Regions from separate parts of the Mus musculus genome. Here all the other regions are linked to region 1. Evidence: chromatin contacts called from public HiChIP or PLAC-seq data. All regions are on one chromosome and are shown on one strand. Each heading gives the region's core, a stretch centred on a gene start, on an enhancer-like site or on the middle of the called end of the contact. The rest is flanking DNA. Distances are from core to core; before and after follow the strand shown.

Evidence for each region. HiChIP or PLAC-seq counts read pairs in DNA pulled down with a chosen protein or histone mark.
Region 2: an H3K4me3 HiChIP or PLAC-seq map of embryonic stem cells shows a contact between it and region 1, with 14 read pairs. The contact joins the promoter of Pate12 here to the promoter of Hyls1 in region 1. A contact is called at or near these places in 2 of 39 promoter capture datasets (embryonic stem cells and hippocampal neurons), 1 of 484 Hi-C or Micro-C datasets (Sertoli cells), 4 of 115 datasets of contacts at active chromatin or transcription factors (embryonic stem cells and stem cell-derived neural progenitor cells) and 1 of 9 other capture datasets (embryonic stem cells).
Region 3: a contact with region 1 is called in an H3K4me3 HiChIP or PLAC-seq map of stem cell-derived neural progenitor cells, with 8 times the contacts expected there. The contact joins the enhancer-like site here to the promoter of Hyls1 in region 1. A contact is called at or near these places in 3 of 39 promoter capture datasets (the C10 cell line, liver and pre-B cells), 3 of 115 datasets of contacts at active chromatin or transcription factors (bone marrow-derived macrophages, pro-B cells and stem cell-derived neural progenitor cells) and 1 of 9 other capture datasets (liver).
Region 4: a contact with region 1 is called in a FOXA1 HiChIP or PLAC-seq map of pancreatic cancer cells. The contact joins the enhancer-like site here to the promoter of Hyls1 in region 1. A contact is called at or near these places in 4 of 39 promoter capture datasets (the C10 cell line, liver and pre-B cells), 2 of 115 datasets of contacts at active chromatin or transcription factors (embryonic stem cells and pancreatic cancer cells) and 1 of 9 other capture datasets (liver).

What each region holds. Positions count from the first base shown.
Region 1 is chr9:35,568,531-35,571,711 of GRCm38.p6, reverse strand. Hyls1 (HYLS1, centriolar and ciliogenesis associated) reads left to right here and starts at 1,643. Exons shown (of 4, transcript NM_029762.1): 1 at 1,643-1,835.
Region 2 is chr9:36,430,349-36,433,529 of GRCm38.p6, reverse strand. Pate12 (prostate and testis expressed 12) reads right to left here and starts at 1,701. Exons shown (of 4, transcript NM_001167586.2): 1 at 1,586-1,701; 2 at 633-746; 3 at 21-177. The coding sequence starts at 1,646. The coding sequence ends at 53.
Region 3 is chr9:34,963,703-34,966,883 of GRCm38.p6, reverse strand. All of the region lies in intron 4 of Kirrel3 (kirre like nephrin family adhesion molecule 3), which reads right to left. All of the region lies in intron 8 of Kirrel3os (a long non-coding RNA gene), which reads left to right. Among named protein-coding and RNA genes, the nearest start is that of Kirrel3os, 42 kb to the left of the region's middle. Within about 2 kb of position 1,728, at least 18 of the 459 cell types and tissues checked have an H3K27ac peak or open chromatin away from gene starts, as enhancers often do. A contact at or near this core is called in stem cell-derived neural progenitor cells, where this site is marked.
Region 4 is chr9:34,992,534-34,995,714 of GRCm38.p6, reverse strand. The region is part of intron 5 of Kirrel3 (kirre like nephrin family adhesion molecule 3); the gene reads right to left. The region is part of intron 3 of Kirrel3os (a long non-coding RNA gene); the gene reads left to right. Among named protein-coding and RNA genes, the nearest start is that of Kirrel3os, 14 kb to the left of the region's middle. Within about 2 kb of position 1,669, at least 141 of the 459 cell types and tissues checked have an H3K27ac peak or open chromatin away from gene starts, as enhancers often do. A contact at or near this core is called in embryonic stem cells, liver and pancreatic cancer cells, where this site is marked.

The DNA of each region.
Region 1 (3,181 bases), core at 394-2,893:
CTACGTACCACAACCTATGCCTCGAATATGCAATTATGTCTCATTCAGATTTTACATAAAATTGTGCATTCCTCTAATCCATTATTCTCAAGGAAAGAAAATAATTTCAAGAATAAACCTGAGTATTTCATAGCATGCCCCAATTCTGCTTCAGATACCCAGTTCCATAGTTCTTTGGCTAAAGTCAGATTTGCTCCCATTGGCCTACATGACCTACCTCTTAAGCTCATCTCTACTGCCTACCTTTGTTCTGTTTCTCAAATCTGAGTCTGCCATCTGCCTACATCAAGGCCAGCCTGGGCTACATGGCAAGCTCCTAACTTTGAGGTATAGAAATGAAGCTGAATGTCCAAAAGTAGGTAAGAAAATGAATCATCTAACCTTGCTTAAGACACATTAGCTGGAGGTTCCATGCTAAAGGAAATTCCATACAAGCATTACATGAAAGCAGGATATTTGTCCTAAGAATGTGTGTAATAAAGTAGTGTCACATTGTCCATCAAGGGGTAGTCATTCAGTTTTCATAAATTCTTAACTGCCTCAGAGGTAGAGCAAGGGCCCTGATTAAAAAGCTAAGTAGGCAAGTGATAAGAGGCAGAGGCAGGTGGATTTCTGAGTTTGAGGCCAGCCTGGTCTACAAAGTAAATTCCAGGACAGCCAGGGATATACAGAGAAACCCTGTCTCAAAAAGCAAAAAAAAAAAAAAAAAACCTCAACAAAAAAAGAATTGTTTGGAAGATTTAAGCATTCTAGCATTTGAGGGGTGGGGGTACGTATGAGTGCTCTGTCTGATGAACACCCGCTCCCAGAAGAGAGCATAAGATCCCTTTATGAGCCAACCATGTGCAACTATGTGATTACTAGGAATTGAACTCAGGACCTATGGAAGAGCAACCCGTGCTCTTAACCCCAGAGCTATCTTAACAACCCAGCTTTCTATATATTAAGAAATAAACACCTATTTGTATTTGATGTAGAAAGTTAAAGTACGGGGGATGGGGGCCTCTTTTCCGATCTTACCCTCAGTAGTCCCCAAAGCACTAGGGTCCCTTTTTTTTTCTTTGTAAGTACACAAATCATTGTAAACGTCAGACATACATGTAATATTTTTATTATACTATTTTGTTAACAGTACGCTAGAAAAGGAGGGCAATAATAGTGCGTTCTGGAAGAGTGCATACCGTGCCGCGGGGACCGCTGCAGCTGGAATTGGTCGGGCGGTCCTATCGCGGGTTGCAGTGGAGACCGACTCACGAGCCGGGCCAGCCACGCCCCAGAACCCTCCCCTCCGCTACCCTCCGACGCCGCCGGCCACAGCCAAGAGCGGCTGCGGCACGGAGCAGGGCCAGCCCGTTGCCTAACCGCCAGACTAACACCCACACGACCAAGAAACAGATTCCGCGCCACGGTCCGGCGGGTTCCCACTTCAGCTCCACGCCCCAAACCCCGCTTCCGGGCCCGAGGTTGGGGAGGGCTTAGAGAAAATGTGCACCAATCGTTATGTAGACGTGGAGAACGTCTGGCCTCTGGACCAACGAGAGAGATGGTGGGCGGAGCCAAAGGCGTGGGCTCTCTTCGGGATTTAAACTTGAACAGCGGACCGTTAACGACTACGCTGAACGTGGAGGTGTCGTGCGCCTGCGCGAGTGGGAAACAGCGTTCCGGGGTGAGCCGCGACTGCTAGACCCTGGGCAGCGGCGGCCGAGGCTGGTGAGGATCACGGAGCCGGAGCGGTGGACCTTTCCTGGGACAGGGTGCAGCGGAGCCCACGCTCTTTCCCTCGGCCGCTGCGCGTGGATTCGCGTTTTCTTCCCTGCCAGGTTCTGGCGTTCAAGGTAAATCTCGGCAGCGTTGCTCGGGACGTCTTTAACTCGCAGCCCGAGCACAGGCCGCCCAAGCCCCTGCAGGTCACAATGTAATGTACACCTTGCCTGCGCCACTTTTGCCCGGTGGGCAAGCGAGTGGACAGAGCCCTCCCTGCCAGCATGGAAACGGGGACGGGTCCCTGGGGAAGTCGAGCTCACGGCACGCCCGTGGCCAGATGGTGCGACTGGTGGTGTTATTGTTGGAAGAGCAGGGAAGTAGCCTCAGGTTTGGGTTACACCTTCCGTGGATTCAAGTGTACAGCCGGCTTGCTTAGGATTTAGGATAGCAAGTAAAACTGAAGGAACCCCTCTGGGTGATCTTACCCCAGAAAGAGTGAGAAAACCCGTATAAAAACTATACAATACAAACAAAAATATCACTGTGCCCTTTCTTTCAAGTTGGCTAGGTTTTTTCAGTGTGCAGTGCTGATGAAAGTGAAAATAGAGGCACTCTAACGCGTGTGTTGAGGTAATAATCAGTTTTTCTAGAGAGCAGTTTGTCATTCAATTTAGAAGTTAAATTGCACCATAATTTCAGTTATAGCCAAATACAGGAATTTAAAGGGTTAAAAATCCCACCCCACCCCCCAGCCCTGAATCTTTTTACTGTAACTAGGTAATCCTGGAGCATTAAACTGTTTGAGGGTTTTTTGTTTTTAAGGGAAAGGTAATTTTAGTCACTATTACCCATATTTATCCTCGATATATAAGATGGCTTAGCTTGTGAGATCGTTGTAAGCAAAGGAACTGAGTATAACCTATAAACATGAGAAGTTGCATTTCACTTGTAAGCATCTACATATTTGAGGTGTAAAAATGAAGGGGACATAATTTGAACACAAAGGAACAGGACTTTATCACTGTAAGGATGCCATTAAAAATCATCTTGGCTTTAGTCTAAAATCACCCCAGGCCAACTCCAGAAGAGATATATACATGTCTCAATTAAACTTCAAAACCTTTTGAAGTAATTCCACTTTTTAAGTGAAGTAAGCTTTATTCCCTACTTTACATTTTTCTAACATTCAGTCCTACTTTGGAGTTTGTATAAATATTCTCTCTCTGAAGTAATTTTGTAAAAATACCTTTAGGAGCTTCTCATTGACTGCTTCTGTGATGACAACCAAGAAGCTAACTGAACCCATTTTCTTTTATATTCATCCCCAGACAACCTCTTAAGAGGATTTGCCTCAGCCTTGAACTCTTGCTTCTATAGACTCCAGAGTGTAACTAACACCCTTCAGTTAGGGCTCCCCCACCCCACTCCTGCCCCAATGTACTGTGCTTTAGAAATGACTTTTTAAATAAGAATGTTT
Region 2 (3,181 bases), core at 452-2,951, 860 kb before region 1:
GGGAACTAATACAGGCTCACCTAAAATCCAACACTGCAATTAAGTGTCAGATTTATAGTTCATTGCAGAAAGACCTTTTCTTGCAGCACTTCATTTTTACTGTTTGATCTCCAGTCTGCACAGTCCCAGTGAAGCAAATGTTAGCACATCTTTGGTTTCCAAACTGAATTTTGCCATCTGGAGAGGAAGAAAATCATGAAACAAAATATAAATATCAGTGGAAAGAGTGAGTCAGTATAGAGTCACATCAGAAATACAAGCATATCTGAGGAGGACTCTCTGGGACACTATTCCTCAAACCCTAACCTAACCCTCAGGTAGGACTCAATTCCTAAAAGTGCTGAGTGGAATTTTAGACTCTAATTCCTACCATATCAGACTATATATTCACCCAGAAATTCCCCGAAGATCTTCCAGATACATTTCAAAACAATTTTGTCTTCATAATTCATTTGTTTGTCTGACCAATATTCAGTGACAGCCATTACCAAAAGCAAAAGGGCCTGTCTCTCCTACTCTTCCTGGCAAAGACATTTTCCTTCAGTATCTGCATTTGCCATCAGTATCCTGGAGCTGGATTCATCATTGTAGGGCAAGGAAGATGACTCTCAGAGGTCCCAGGCCTTACATACCTTTAAGGGTTATGAGCGAGGCACATTTCTCTCCAGGTTTAGCCTGACAGCAACCTTCTCCACTCTCACAAATCCCCTGAGAATTGATCCTATCACACGTGATACATGTCAAAGCTGAAAAGAAAAAAAATCCAGTGTAAGAGACTCATTCAGATAGCAAACTCAAGCACCAATGGGAGCTGAGCATGTAGATATGGCAAATAAATAAGCAATAGCCAGGAAATGAGCTGAGTACATGCTGAGCTAACACTTTCATGAAGGTTCATGATCAAAGGACTCTGAAAAGGGAAAGTTGGAGAAGAGATGGAAGGTTCCCCAACCTCAAACTATGAGAATGGATCAAGTTATCAGAATGAGAATCAAAGCTCTGATGTAGGATGCCTAATGCATCACACAGCATTAGGTTTGTGAGGCATCTAAAAGAGAGAGATGGCAGAAAGGGTCCAGATTTTGACATTGTCAGTTAAGATTGTATTCATTGGCACATACAGCAAAGGGAAGAATATCTCCTACAGAAAATTCTCAAAGGAATCCTGTTTTTAAAACATAGTATTCTATCATGCCAGATTGGATAAATCATTTTTTTTCATTATTTTCATCCTGGCAATGACCTTTGTTTCTCACTTCCAATCCAAGTTTAGGCCAATTTGCATGTAAACTTGAGGAACTGAAGATATGTATTCCAGAGATCAGATATGAAGGAAGGTGGGGAGGATCAGAAGAAGAAGAGGGCAACAGGGAGCCAAAGAAAGTACAGAGAGAAGGACAAGAAAGCATCTTTGAGTGTGCACAGCAGAAGCAAGGGGAGGAAGTGGATATGGATATGGGAATGAAGAATGGTAAGTTCTAATGTTATCTTAGTTTCTACTCCCCACATCTCCAAAATCCCCTAATGTGTTGCAGCAGTCTGTCTGCCCACCAGTATCGACCACAATCATCTGCCAGGATCTTACCTTGCGAGGACATCACCAGCAAAGACAGGACCAGCAGGAGCTGCAAGATGTGCTTTCCCATTGCAGTGAGATTGATCTGCAGACCAGAATGCATCAGAGGAGAGGACAGAGTGCTCAGGTCCCATATAGGCAAGGCAAGTTTATATTGTAGCCTAGGTTAGGAAGGGCAGACAGAGGTTTTCCCAGAAATTGACTGAGCATATAGCCAGGGGGGGCATAGATACCACAGATTTTTTCCAAACGTCATGGTGTTATAACAAATCATCTGGAAAGCATCCACTAAGGGAAACTTAAATTCAGGGACAACGGAGTCAGAGTTAATCTTCCCTCTGGTGTTCCCATGTCTTTTCAGGAAACTGCAGTGCAATCTGATGGCCACAAGGAAAATTGCCTGCAGATACTTTTTATGGGAAAGGATGCTCAGGGAAATCTTGAGCACTAGTGACCTTTGAAACTCTAGATAAGGCCCGATATTCCCAGTATCCACATACTTCTGTTCTCCTTTTTAAGAATATCAAACTGAAATAAATTCTTTTATTTACTTTTTATTTTTTGTAAAATTGGTTATTTCACTTATTTACATTTCATATATTATCCACTTTCTCAGTTTCTCTCTCCCCAATGCCGCATCCCTCCCCCTCCCCTGCCTCTATGAGAGTTCTCTCCCACCTACCCACTCCTGCCTCAGTGTCCTAGAATTCCCTTACACAGAGTCATGAAGCTTCCACCAAGGGGCTCCCCTCCATTGATGCCAGATAAGTCCATCCTCTGCTACATATCCAAATGGAGCCATGGGTTGCTTTGTGTGTACTCTTTGGTTGGTGGTTTAGTCCCTATGAGGTTTGGTTGATATTGTTCTTCCTATGGGATTACAAATCCATTCAACTCCTTCAGTTCTTGCCCTAACTTCTCCACTGGGGTCCCCGTGCTCATTCAGATATTTGGCTAAGTGTATCAGCTTTTGTATATGTCAGGCTCTGTCAGAGCCTCTCAGTGGACAGTTATACCAAGCTCCTGTCAGCAAGTTCTTTGTATCAGCAATATGTTGTCTGGTTTGAGCTTTTAACAATAACAACAACAACAACAACAACAACAACAACAACAACAACAAAAACAACAACAACAACAAATAATCCAAAACCAGAAAAACAGAGAATTTGTATATCTCTGTGTTTAGTAACTGCTTCCAGGAACTCAAAGTTTTAGCTTTTGCTGCACTTTCCATAAAAACTTTGAAATGGGGACTCATGGCTGAGAGACTCAAATCTAAGATCTGGTGGCTAATGCCCTGGAAGGGTCCTGCACAATACCCTGAATTCTATGCAGAAGGAAACTACTTGTCTCAACCTGACACATCAAAATGTTAAAATTCTGTGTTCATGGAAATGGTTTATATGCCTACATATATCTTTCATAGTCCAACAAAATAGTAGTAAAAACAAATAGCAGATTTAGTTTTGTCTTCCATACAGGCCAGTGTTATTCTCCTAACATAGGATATAAAGACAGGAAAATTAAAGATCTTTGTGTAAAGTATGAGAAAGAAAAACAGCTCTTCATTGAGGGTCTGTTTTTCCTGTTCTGCTGATGAGTCAA
Region 3 (3,181 bases), core at 479-2,978, 600 kb after region 1:
CCCTGGCTCTTCCGAAGGCCAGGGAGGATGGGGAGGCAGGCTGAAGCCAGGCTGGAGCTGGTTGGTGGAACTGGGGTGGCGGTGGGATGCAGTGCTCCATGTGGAAGAAGCTGAGTTAGGTGTAAACACCCAGGGAAGAGGTTATCAGGCTTGTGTAGGCAGTTGGGGATTTGAAGCTGCAGACCTGGGCAAGTCTTGAGATAGACATAATTCTCCTGAGGGAGGGGAGGAGCTCTGCTTCTATACTGGGTTGTCCTCAAGGCCTCTACATGTCTGCCTTTTTGGGAATCCATGATTGTGAACATGCTGTTTCTGTAAGTTTGCTCTCAAGTACCCGAGAGACAGTGTGGTGGTGCTGGTCTAACCAGCCAAGACCATAGCTGAGTGCGAGACCTTTGCACATTAATTGCCCTTAAGTTCCTGGCTTCCAAGGCCCAGTAGATTGGATTGGAATACTTGGAACCTTTGCTTTGGTTTCTGCCCAAGACCCTGGTCACTGAAAGGGCAAGCGTGAGGTGTGTATCTCATAGACACTCATGTTTAGACTCTGGTGACAAAATGCTGTGGTTTGGGGGTCACCAAGGCAGATCACCTGTTAGAAAGGGCTGAACAGGGATGGACATACTCAGAGGGATGACGGGAGAAGGGTTGAGGCAAACCCTACTCTGCTTTGCAGAACCTTCCTTTCCTCCTTGTTCATATTTGAGAAGAACACTGGTTTAGATGCACTGCAGACCACTCCTGTTCTGGGAAGTTCATAAGTAGGAATTGCACATGGTCTTTGGAGCCCTAAGCAGCCAAGTAAGAAGTCAGCTCCCCTGTGATAGTTTGAATGAAGATGGCTCCCATAGGCTCATATATTTGAATACTTGGTCCTCAGTTGGTGGAGTTGTCTGGGAAGGTTTAGGAGGTATGGCTTTGTTGGAGGAGATGCGTCACTGAGGTTTCAAAAGCACACACCATTTCCAGCCAGCTTTCTCTGCATCAAGATGTGAGCTCAACGCTATTGCTCAAGCCCCATGCGTGCCTGCTTATTACCATGTGTTCCACTATGACAGCCATAGGCTCTAACTCTCTGAAACTGTGAGCCCCCAATTAAATGTTTCTTTTTTTTTTAATACGTTGTCTTGTTCATGGTATTTTATCACAGCGACAGAAAAGTAACTTAGATATGCCCTAAAGCCTTGTGTTGAAAAGATTATTCAGTGTGGTGCAGCTCCTGCCTAGCAGCTCCGGGTGTGCTTGTGATATCTCCCAGTATAGGCACCACACTGGGGAGGAAAATGGACTTTGGTATGGCCCTGGCCCCTCTTGCATGTGGCAGCAAGGATACTTCACTGTTAGTCCAGACCAACAGTCTCATTCATTCATTCATTCATTCATTCTCTCTCTTCCCCCTTCCCCCAATCTGTCAGGCTACAGTGACCACTTTGACAACTCAACAGCCATGTGGCCCTGTCCCCAAGAGTGACTGGATCTTTCCTCTGCTTTTCAGCATTAGCTCAGAGTCCACTCTGCAGTTTTTATGGACAGAGATGCTCGGGGTTAGCGAGGTGAGCTGACTTTCCCTGGGATGCACGGCAGGCTTCCAGCTTTCTCTCTTCACAGTGAACACTAATTGGAAAGTCCCTGATTTAATTTACTGATGAAGCCCCACTGGCACGCACAGGGAGTGTGTCTGCTGGGGGATGGTCTGCCTTGGTTAGCCTTTCTTTTGCAGCTGCCACTCTTGGAGAGGGAGAAGCCCCTTAATGGCATGGGGGAGGGGCTTCCTGCAAGCCTTCCTTTAGTTACCATTTCTGTCAGTCTTGGAGCTGAACCCAGAGACTGCAAAATGCCTATTTTCTCTGCCCCAAGAAAGCTTGTAGGCCTGTTTTATGTACACCACATTTTTCTTCACCCTCCCAGAGATCATGCAGATAATTGGCTATAGCATCTAGCTTACACTGTCTTCTTTCTCATACAAACATGTCCAAAGCCACTTGTCCAAAGCCACAGAGTGAATAACACTGCGTATGTGGTCCACTGTATTGCAGTGGTCTCTGACTGGGCTAGCCGAATGATGGTGGCTCCCAAACCTTGAAGGCCTGAGGTTAGTTACAGAAGGGGACCATAAAGGGGAACAGAGCCCCTTCCCCCAAATGATGTCATCAGCAGAGACAAAAAAGAAAAAATAAAAAGCCCATCTCCTCTCTCCAAGTTTCTTCTCATTAATTTAATCTAATTTGTTCACAACATTCCTCGGTAAACAGTGGCCTCCCTTTAATAAGCCAGGTTCTTCCCCCCGACCCTGCAATTGTGTCTCTAATCATCCAGTGTATCAGGAAAGACTTGCTGCTAATTGTTGCCAGGCGTCGCACTACCCCGCGTGTCAGGTAAAGGATGGCAGCGAAAGATAATTATAATCAGATCTAATTAGTAATTATAACAGATCCCGACTAGAAATTGTTTTCAGTTAAATATTCCCCGAGAGGTGCTAATGGTCTCCGGGGCATGCTGAGTGCCATGGAACAGGGGGCTTGTGAGGGTAGTACTACCTCATATCTCATCCCCGACCTTCTGTAAGCGAAGGAGACAGAGCCAGAGAGAGCAGCTTGGGGAACTGGGCTGGTGGGTGAGTGTTCCTGTTTTCAGGCCCCATGAGGCATGCTTTCTCCATGTATGTCCAAGGTGAGGCCTTCTCTCTCCTCTACAGTGACCATGGAGTCCCTCCATCAGTTCATTTATTCAGGGCATCAGGACATAGAGGCTTGGAAATTTCTGGAACATCAAAAACAACCCTGAACATTGCGTAGCACAGCATGGGGATACTTCTGCTAGAGCCACTGCTGGACTCAACCGGGTTAAAGGCATTGCTATGAACGCCCTGACGAAATCAGATGGAAGGGCCCTCTTGCACTGGTTCATGCCTCTTGCTCCAGGACCATCTCTTTCTTTTGCCTCTAGCAAGTATCTGTGCAAGCTTGGGCTCATCCTACTTCTGTTAGCCAGAAATGAATTACCCAGCACTTCCTGTCCTTATATCCCAGGTCCTGCATCCTGCACGGCTCCATCCTGGACACCACTGAATCCATTATCACATTGGGCACCAACCACGACTCCCCACTGCCTGCCTGGCTCAGACTCCTTAGCATGGCTCAAGGCCCTTTCCTCTGATTCTGATTCTCTGTCAGTCCCAACA
Region 4 (3,181 bases), core at 420-2,919, 580 kb after region 1:
CTGCCCTAGGGCTAGAAGAGATGTCTTTCATAGATAAGGTGAGCACAGGTGGCTATCACATAACATAGAATAGGGTTGAGATTCCGGGCTCCCTAAATTTGACAAATCGGATGCAAAGTGATGGAGTGACTGGAGTAGTCAGAGTATACCACAGAGCGTGAGGGCCTGGGGCGTGTGAGCTAGCATTGCTTTCCTGGGCAAGGTCTCTGGAACTCACCTTAGCATATGCCCAGTAGGGACAAGGGGGTGGCAGGTTGACAGCCCCTTGAGTAGGTAGGGAGCTTGAGGTGGAGAAAACAAAGAAGTGGTGTGAGTGGTGTGTGTGTGTGTGTGTGTGTGTTTGTGTTAAGGCTGCATCTCTGGCCCTTAGTAGGTCAGTCGCCCTCCCCCGGGAAGCTGCAGAAGGGTTGGGAAGAGTGCCCCAGGGAAGGTTGACCTTGGGGCTAAGCCCATTCCTATCACCAGTTCCTCCCTCCCTGGAGTTGCAGATTTGCTGACATTTCAGATGCATGCCCTGTGACACCCATTCTTGTGTCAAGCACAGGAGGAACAAGGGAGAATACCAGATGCCCCCCAGGATTCCCAGGACAGGATATCTATTTTATTTACATTTGTTTATTTGTTTGTGTGTTTATGTATTGTGTGTGTGCACACACATGTCATAGTGTGCATGTGGGAGTCAGAGGACAACTTGTGGGTATTAATTCTCTCTTTCTATCCTGGGGAAGGAGCTAAGGTAGTCAGGCTCGACAGCAAATGCAAGGTCATCTCACCAGCTCTGCAAGGAACTTTGCTGTGTGGCTTCTTTTGAGTCCTGCGGTAGCCCTAACAGGTGTTATCAATCCCATTTCTCATTGGGGGAGATTGAGATGGAGAGATTGAGCCAACATTATGACTTGCTGGAAGGCCAGCCTGCAGGACCCTGTGGACTACTGTGTTTGGATACTACCACAGCATCCAGAAAATGCAGGTGGCCAGGTGTGAGGACCCAGAGGACCCATGATGGTCCCAACAGCTGTATTTACTGCAGGCTCAGCCTGCCACACAGGTTTCTTGCTCATGGCCCCAGCCATCTTTGGACCTGGGTGCTAACTATGTTCCTAGCATACAGACGAGGTCACAGACAATTTAAGTTCAGATCCCATAGCTAGAGGGTGGTGGAGCCTGGAATCAAATTTAGGCCACCCAGCTTCAGTATCAGTGTGCTTAACTACCACAATGTGACAAATCCTGAAGACCTTAGATCCCAAGCTGCCAGTTCTGGAGACTTTCCTGTGGACCCTGTCTGAGTGGTTGTGTGTGTGTGTACTGTGTAGTCCCAGCTACTCTGTCTTTGTAAGTAAGTCAGAAGTCCTATTTAGCTTATGACCCTTGTCTTTGCAGTTCTGGAGAAGAAACTGCCTGGCTGAACTGAACTCCTGGAAGGAGATGGGGAGTGGGGGTCAGTCTCAGACAGCCCCTCAGCTTGGGTCCTATCGTTCTCCTGGGCCAGGCTGCTCCTCCTATTAAGATAGGTGCAGTCCATGGGTTTGCAGCCTGTCACAGCTGGAGCACTTCCTGAGTGTTTCTTCCAGCTCTTTCATGTTCAGAGGAGGAAACTGAGCCCAGGAAATCAGTTGCCTAGTATTACAGAGAACCGGGCCTGGCATGGCCCTTCAGGGTCTGGCAGCTGGCCCAGATGCCATTCTCCTTGTGACAGTCCAAATAAGGGTGGAACTGGGCAAGGAAAGGCACACAGTCTCCTTTCCAGAAAGGCAATGTGCCAGGCTGGCTGAGCTGTCTTCCTTGTGTGGGAGAGAGTGGCCTTTTGAGTATGCTACCCTGGAATAGGTCTCATAGGGTGATCCTGACCCCGTCTTCACTAGATGAGGTGTATCCTCTTCTCTTCTGTATCCTGGGAGGGTCAGGCTGGACTATCTTCAGAAAGACCCGGGACAGGCACCTCCAATGTAGAAACACCCTACTCCTTCCCAGTCTCTCTTGGATGACCTTGGCCTTTCTTGACATCCTCACAGTGAGGCTCCACCCAGGATGTGAGCAGCAGACTTATCTCCCAAGAGAAAGCATTGTTCCTGGGGTTGATTCAGGCCCAAGAGAAGCCATTTGTTTGGGAATCTGGCCCCAGGATCTGGGTGGTAACGCCAAGCTTTGATCTGTGGCCTTTGGCAGCAGAGCCAACTTGAGATGGGACAGAACCATCCTTAGAATAGGAATGGCCTTTTATTCACATCCTCTGCTGATGGAAAAGACATTTCTTCTGTTAAGGACCTATGGGGAGGAGCCAGCTGGGGATCAGAACTAAAGAACAAGCATGTACCTTGTCACCCTCTAAAACTGAGGGCCCCAAGTCAGGGTCCTGGAAGGTTATGGCCCAACTGCAGAGCCAGGAGGCTGCTTTTCCTGGCATCCTGATATAGCATCTGGTGGTGTTTGGGGGACCTTAGGGATCTGAGCCTGTCTGGGAGAGCCCCCCCCCCAAAAGATGAAAACCTAGGTTTTCTAAGTTTGCTAGAAGTCAACTGAGTCCAGGCACCACCCTTCAAGATCCCAGTTTTCTGTCCCTAGATAAAAAGGGCCAATGGACTTCCAAGGTTTCCTTCATCTGGAAGTCTCAGCAGAACGTAAACTACACCTGGAATGACATAAAAGTCGTCTGGGGAGGTATGTGGCACTGGTTATTTCTGGCTGTATTCATGAACACATGTAGAAGCCACGACCATAGTAGTAATTCACAGTTCACAAGAGGAGGGGACATGGTAAGCCATGCCACACCAGGCCACTGGGAGTGGAGCAGAGAGTGTGCGATGAACCTTTGCTGTGGTTTGTGGGGAAAGGGGTGGATGAGGCAGGGTAGGGGCTGCACAGGTTTAGGGATGGATAGCTTGATGAGCTTTGGTGGGCTCTGGGCTGTAGAGAGATCTGATATTTTTGGTTGCTGGTCCTGAGGATCCTGCTCTGGACTACAAGGCAGAGAAAAAAGGGAAGCATAGGTTGTGGATTCCAGATGAGCTGAAAAGTAAATAGTAAGTTGTTAACTCTTTTGGAGAACTAGTTAACCTGGCTGCCTTCACATCCCAAGATCCATTAGTCTGCAAGCTGTCAAAACATGTAAAAACAAAAACCAAAGCAATGGGGTACAGCAGGGGCCAGTTCAGGGTGCTACTGTGTGAGCTAAGGAAAA